Regions from separate parts of the Mus musculus genome. Here region 2 is linked to region 1. A link is a contact called in public Hi-C data. All regions are on one chromosome and are shown on one strand. The core of a region is the stretch at or near the end of the contact, and the rest is flanking DNA. Distances in the headings are between cores, read along the strand shown.

What was found. A called contact is a pair of places that touch in the nucleus more often than the background predicts.
Region 2: a contact with region 1 is called in a Hi-C map of liver, with 1.8 times the contacts expected there. The contact joins the enhancer-like site here to the promoter of Mab21l3 in region 1. A contact is called at or near these places in 4 of 39 promoter capture datasets (embryonic stem cells, liver, pre-B cells and 1 more), 2 of 484 Hi-C or Micro-C datasets (epidermal suprabasal cells and liver), 1 of 115 datasets of contacts at active chromatin or transcription factors (embryonic stem cells) and 1 of 9 other capture datasets (pancreatic islet).

Annotation. Positions count from the first base shown.
Region 1 is chr3:101,834,973-101,837,999 of GRCm38.p6, reverse strand. Mab21l3 (mab-21-like 3) reads left to right here and starts at 1,777. Exons shown (of 7, transcript NM_172295.4): 1 at 1,777-2,079; 2 at 2,736-3,006. The coding sequence starts at 2,758. It overlaps Gm33381 (a long non-coding RNA gene), which reads right to left. Exons shown (of 3, transcript XR_003954538.1): 3 at 2,581-3,027.
Region 2 is chr3:101,946,150-101,949,453 of GRCm38.p6, reverse strand. No RefSeq gene overlaps it. Among named protein-coding and RNA genes, the nearest start is that of Slc22a15, 23 kb to the right of the region's middle. Within about 2 kb of position 2,008, at least 64 of the 459 cell types and tissues checked have an H3K27ac peak or open chromatin away from gene starts, as enhancers often do. A contact at or near this core is called in liver, where this site is marked.

The DNA of each region.
Region 1 (3,027 bases), core at 528-3,027:
GAGGCAGGGCCCAGAAGGCCTGGAAGCAAGGGACAAAGTTCCTGAGACAGTGAATGACTCTGTCTCACAGAAAAGGTAGAAAGTACTTGAGGGGGCTGGTGAGATGGCTCAGTGGGTAAGAGCACCCGACTGCTCTTCCGAAGGTCCGGAGTTCAAATCCCAGCAACCACATGGTGGCTCACAACCATCCGTAACAAGATCTGACTCCCTCTTCTGGAGTATCTGAAGACAGCTACAGTGTACTTACATATAATAAATAAATAAATCTTTAAAAAAAAAAAAAAAAAAAAAAAAAGAAAGTACTTGAGGACTGACATCCAAGCTTGTCCTCTGACCTCTGTGTGCACACACAAGACTATAAATAAAATGTTGTGAATACTTTGGAAAGCAGACATTAAACATGTTATTGGTCCTCCAAATCTATTACATTTATCTATCTATTATTTCTATGTATGTGTGGATGCACACACGAGGCAGTTCACTCTTTCCTTCTACCATATGGGTCCTGGGAGGTGGGGAGAAATCGAACCCAGGTCCTCCGGCTCGGTGGCAGATGCTTATCTCTGCTGAGCCATCTCACCTGCCTGGTCCTTACAGATTGAATTGGGCTAAAGCTGGTTTCCATTTTTCAAACTGGCATGTTATAAAAAAAATGAGGATTTCTATTTCCTGAGGACGGAGGAAAGCCTGAGTTAACTAGGTCCCTCTTGGTGGCCTGGCACAGTGCTTCAGGCACACCCTTACCCAACAGACATTCGCTGACCTGTTGTCCCATTAACTAGAGATCTGTGTCTGCCGGTAAAGCCTGTTTTCCTCAGCCTGTCTGATAGGAGCTGCCAGAGCCTTCATCTGTGCCATAGCCCTGTGCTGTGGAACCTTACCAGTGCACTAGGAACCAGGCCATGCTACTCTAAGCTGTGTTCACACAACACACCAATCTTCAGATGTGGCTCTCCTGGGAATACATCTACAGGCAGCTGCCCTGAGTTCACAGTGCCTTTCCTTCTCTGGGTTCCTCCTATAGTTCAATTATTCAGAATTCCCTCTCCATACCTGGCAAGTATCTTTCCATCTTGGAGCAAGAGAAGTTTCCAGATACAACACTTGAATCTGTAGTACTGAGTGACTGAGACGGGACGGTGTTAGAGCAAGAATAGTGAAGGTGTGGGCATTTAATTCCAGAAACCCGGGGCAACTTTATTGTTATTGGGAAAGACCCTGCCGTAGGACAGGGACTATGCAGTAGTGATTCCAGCAAAAGCAGAAGTTAGGGTGAAAATAAAAGTATGTGTGTGGGGAAGGGAGTGAGTGTGGGGGTGGGGAGACTTCAGCAGAGTTGAAAGCAACATGGAAAGAGAATTCCCAAAGGCAGATTAGGGGGTAGAGCTTCTTGTTTCACTAGTGAAAAGCTGATGTGGTAGATTCGGAATGATGACTATAGTAACAGCAGTCAAGGGACAGAGATTCCCTTACCATTTCAGAGCATGTGCCGTAAAGAGAAGGGGATTTCCAGGACACGGAAAAGCAGGTGGAAAGTCAAGGCAGTCAGCGTGGAGGGGGATTCTGGGGACCTTTGTGGATCCTCAGTTTTTCAGGACTGGTATAAGACCTGGGATTGGCAGATGAAGCCTGGAGAAGGCCGCCCCAGCGCCTGGAGGAGGGAGGTGGGTGGGGTCTGATGTGGCTCTCCTTGGAGCTGTCTGGGAGGATATGCAAATTTGGGGCCGCGGGAGAGAGTGGAAGGGCTGGATTGGCTGCGGTTGAGCATTGAGGAGGCTGGCTTGGAGAGCTGCCTGTTTGAAAGCCTTGCTCAGACATGAACTGGACTGCCAGCTCTGTTGTCTGTCAGTCTTTCGGATCAAAGACGGTGATACTCACGAGCTTTAGGGAGATAAGGCTGCTGGGATATTTTCCCTCCTGGAGTAAAACTAGGCCCAACCAGTCAGACTGGGAACTTATTGTCGGTTTTCTAGGATGAGTTTTACTGGTAAAACTAGATGTGTCCTAGACTCTTAAGGGGCCTGTTTATACTGAGTATATTTTGAATGCCAACGTCCAAGTGGGAAATCACATTCTAAGGTCAGCAGGTGAGAGGCAGGACTCTCTGCCCTACTTTTCTCTGCGTGTATCTACCTGTTTGTATCTCTCTCTCTCTCTCTCTCTCTCTCTCTCTCTCTCTCTCTCTCTGTGTGTGTGTGTGTGTGTGTGTGTGTGTGTGAGAGAGAGAGAGAGGGGGGGGGGCAAGCTTGCCTCTGTATACACAAGTGTCTCTGTGAGTTCATGTATGTGTCTGTATTAGTGTGTGAGCGTGTGAGCTTACCTCTATATACACAAGTGTCTCTGTGAATGCATGTGGTGTGTGTGTGTGTGCCTGTGTCTGTGTGTGACTATGCGAGCATGTAAGCTTGCCTCTCTATACACAAGTGTCCCTGTGAGCTCAGGCTTTTCTAAATGTCACTCCTGGCCCTCATCTGATTGGCAAGCCTTGTGCCGGGCATGATGAAAAACCAGGCGGCTTGTTTGCAATTTCTTATTTGTTTATGGTAAGGAAGTAAATCAATTGCAGAATTTTCAGGAGTGGAGGGCCAAGGGATATTTACTGTCAACAAGGTAAGGACGGGGAGATGTAAGGTACTGGGCACCAAGGTGCACCTGGTGCCAGGACAACAGGATAAAGAAAAAAAAAAAAAAAACAGGATAAGTTCCAACTCGTTTTCATCACGTCTCCTTTTTAGTCTTTCTACAGTTCCCTGAAAGATGGCAGATGAATTCTTCCATGCTGGAAAGGAAAACTGCAGTGAGCAGGCAAGAAGAAGTCAAGTCTCTGGTCCACGTTCACAATTCCAGAGAAGTTTTATCCAGAGAGTAACGTTGCTGGGAAAGCTACCCACCAGATTTGTCCTCCATCGGGAAAGAAAGCAGAAGGTTGCTGCTATACTGGGGGTTGACCAAGAAGCCATGAAGTCTCTTCCAGAGGGAGACTTAGACCATTGCCTGCTGAGCAAGGTGAGCCAGGGCTGGCCTCTC
Region 2 (3,304 bases), core at 759-3,258, 110 kb before region 1:
GGAGAGAACTATATCGTTCTGTGAAACAAATAGAAATATTTCATTCTAGGGTAGTGCCGCAAAATGAAACATTGCCTAAACTTGTGATTATAAGTATTATCAAGTACATTATAAAAACAAAATTTCAATTCAGTATTTATATCAATTTCCCCACAATTAGGCATGCATATTTTTCCTCATAGTAAATTAAGACAGATGAGGGGCACTACGTTTCTCTGGGGGCATAGTCACAGCATTGTTAACATCTGCTAAACGTACCATTAGTGTGGGTGATGATTTCCTTAAGTTCTTACTGAAAACATTTTTGATGTTCATTCTTTTGTAAATAAGCAAAGGTGTTGGGAGATGCAGCAAGTTGACTCCACAACTGCTGGGCTCTTCCCTTCTGGCCTCCCTGTCTTAAACATAAGGCTTGTCAGCCAAACAACGGGCCAGAAGCTTCTCCTGCCAGCACCAGCGGTTCTGTGCACGCCACAACTGCCTTGAGGAAACTACACAAGGTTCCCAGCTGATTGGGCCACCTTCTGAAGGCACCATCACAGCCAGGACTCTTTCAGACAGTTTGATGTCACAAGCCTTGAACTCTAGATGACCCTGCGTCCTTTTCTCTCTGTGCCAGAGGTAGAGCGCTTCCCTCCATGACCTGGCAGAGCTAGTGCTAATGGAACAGGGCCATGAACCAACCTTCAATCTTACTGAAGGTTTGCTGTGACTAACAACTCTCACTCCTCTGATTGCATAAACAAGCTGTTTGGATCACTTAGCCAGTTGCGTCACCTCTCCTGTGCTGCCTCCCCTGGTGTGGCAACATTAAGCCACAAAAAAAAAAAAAAAAAAAAAAAAAAAAAAAAAAAAAAAAAAAAAAAAAAAAAAAAAAAAAAAAACTGACCTTTTATGACTGTTTTCAGGAGTGTGGGCTGAGGTGAGAACATGAAGAAAGAAGAAGCAGAGACAGTGGAACAGCAGCAGAGGTGAAAGAGCGGCAGGCACAGCTCAGCAGATTCATGTTGAGGGGTAGAAATGGCAGAGGTGGCCAGATGATTGGAGAAGGGGAAAAAAGAGAGGCATAATCAGGTATGGGAGGAAATGGAGGAAATTGAACAGAGGTATGTAGCAATGGGGAGGGGAACTGGGGGTAGCAACCAGAAAGTCCCAGATGCCAGGAAAGCAAGAACCTCCCAGGACCTCATGGGGACGATATTAGCTGAAATACCCCCCCCCCATACACACACACACAAAGGGGAGGGAGACTCTGTCGAGACCATATCCAGAGGTTAGGCATGAACCCCTCAGTTGAGGGATGGAACCACCCACCCATCTCCAAAATTTTAACCCAGAATTGCTTCTGTCTAAAGGAAATACGGGGACAAAGAGTGAAACAGAGATTGAAGGAAAGGCCATCCAGAGACTGCCCTACCTGTGGATCCATCCCATATACAGTCACCAATCCCAGACACTACTGCTGATGCCAAGAAGTGCTTGCTGACAGGAGCCTGGTATAGCTTTCTCCTGAGAGGCTCTGCCAGATCCTGACTAGTACAGATGTGGATGCTCACAGCAAACCATCAGACTGAGCAGAGGGTACCCAATGGAGGAGTTAGGGGAAGGACTGAAGGAGTTGAAGGGGCCTTAATTGGCAACAATGGGAGGGGAGGCCCTTGGTCCTGTGAAGGCTTGATGCCCTAGTATAGAGAGAGGTGAGGCAGGAGTGGGTGGGTAGGTGGGGGGAACACACTCATAGAAGAAGGATTAAGAGGGGACAGGATAGAGGGTTTGCAGAAGGGAAACCAGGAGAAGGGATAACATTTGAAATGTAAACAAATAAAATATCCAATTTAAAAAAAAAAAAAAAGAGGCAGGTGAACAGTCCTCAACAGTAGACAGGGCAAGAACCAGGATGGTGAGGGCAAAGAGACAGTGGAATCAGCAAAGAGAAACAGCAGCCTCTGGTAACTGGGAGTGTTCCAGAACTGCCACGCTTTTAGAGTTAAAGGTCACAGACAGCGCAGGCCCAGGAGCTGCAGCTTTGACATCTGACACCAAAGTAAAGAGTCCTGATACCTGGGCTTGCCTAGACACTGCAGCGCTTACTACTGCCAAGGGCTAAGGCAGCCTGACTCCCTGGCTCCACAAGAATCACAGAGCTAAGGGTTGATCTACCTGAGGCCTACGCAGAAGCCACAACACTAACTCCTGCTTGCTCTTGATCTCACCCATCGGGTGTTATTGCCCACTCTTAAAAATTCCAAGGGATGTGCCACCAAATACCAGCAGCACTTGAAGAGCTTCTCTTTGCCTACCTACTATTTCTATCTGGGTAGAGCAAAGGACCCAGACGTTCAGTTAGTAAGAGCATCAGTGTCAGACATGACATGTCAACAGCAACATACCTGGGAAGCTCGGGTCTACATCAAGTATTTTAGTATTTTTAAAATTTTTACTTGTTAGCTAATTTCTTATCCTTGGGACAAAGTCCTTAGCAGAAGCAAGTTATGGGAAGAAGGTTTGTTTGGGGTCAAGGTCTTAGGGGATGCAGTTTATCATGGAAAGGAGGCCATAGAGACAGGACTATGTGACAGCTGGCTTTAGGGATGCAGTCCATCATGTGATAGACACCACAGGGACAGGAGCATGAGACACTGATCACCGTGTGTCCAGAAGCAGAGAGAGATGAATGCAGGGGCTCAGCTTGGTTCGTCCGTTCTCCCTTTCTATTCACTGGGGACTTGCCCGATGGATGGTACTACCCACATCCAGGATGGTTCCTGTTCTCCTCAGTTAAACCTCTCTGGAAATGCCCTCTCTGAGACACCCATGCTGATTCAAAACCTGGCCAAGTTGTCGGTCAAGGCTGACTATCAGACAAAGCTTCAGTTCTACTGAAAATCTTACATTCCCTCCATTTATTTATTCATCGTTTTACTCTCTCCACCTGGATGTTTTTTACATCCTAGCTGATAGATGGGGCAAGTTGGGGCTGAAGAGAAGTTCCAGGAAGGACATGGAGGACTGTGAGTACTAGCCAGTTTTGCTGTGTCATGTTTAATCTCTGTAACGTGTAGAACTGGGCCATGGTGATATTCCATTGAAGCACCTTTCCCAGCCTACGTATTCCACTCTCTACCTCAGGAGGTTTTTAAGAACTTGTGTAGATATCTAAGACCTGAAAATAGATCCTCCCTAAAATATCAAAAGTAAACTATGCTTTTGGAAGGGAACATAGTGGAATGCCAAAGGACGCACGTTTAGTCTATAGTGGTTAGTGTTAATTGTCAACGTGACAGGATCCAGAATCATCGGAGAG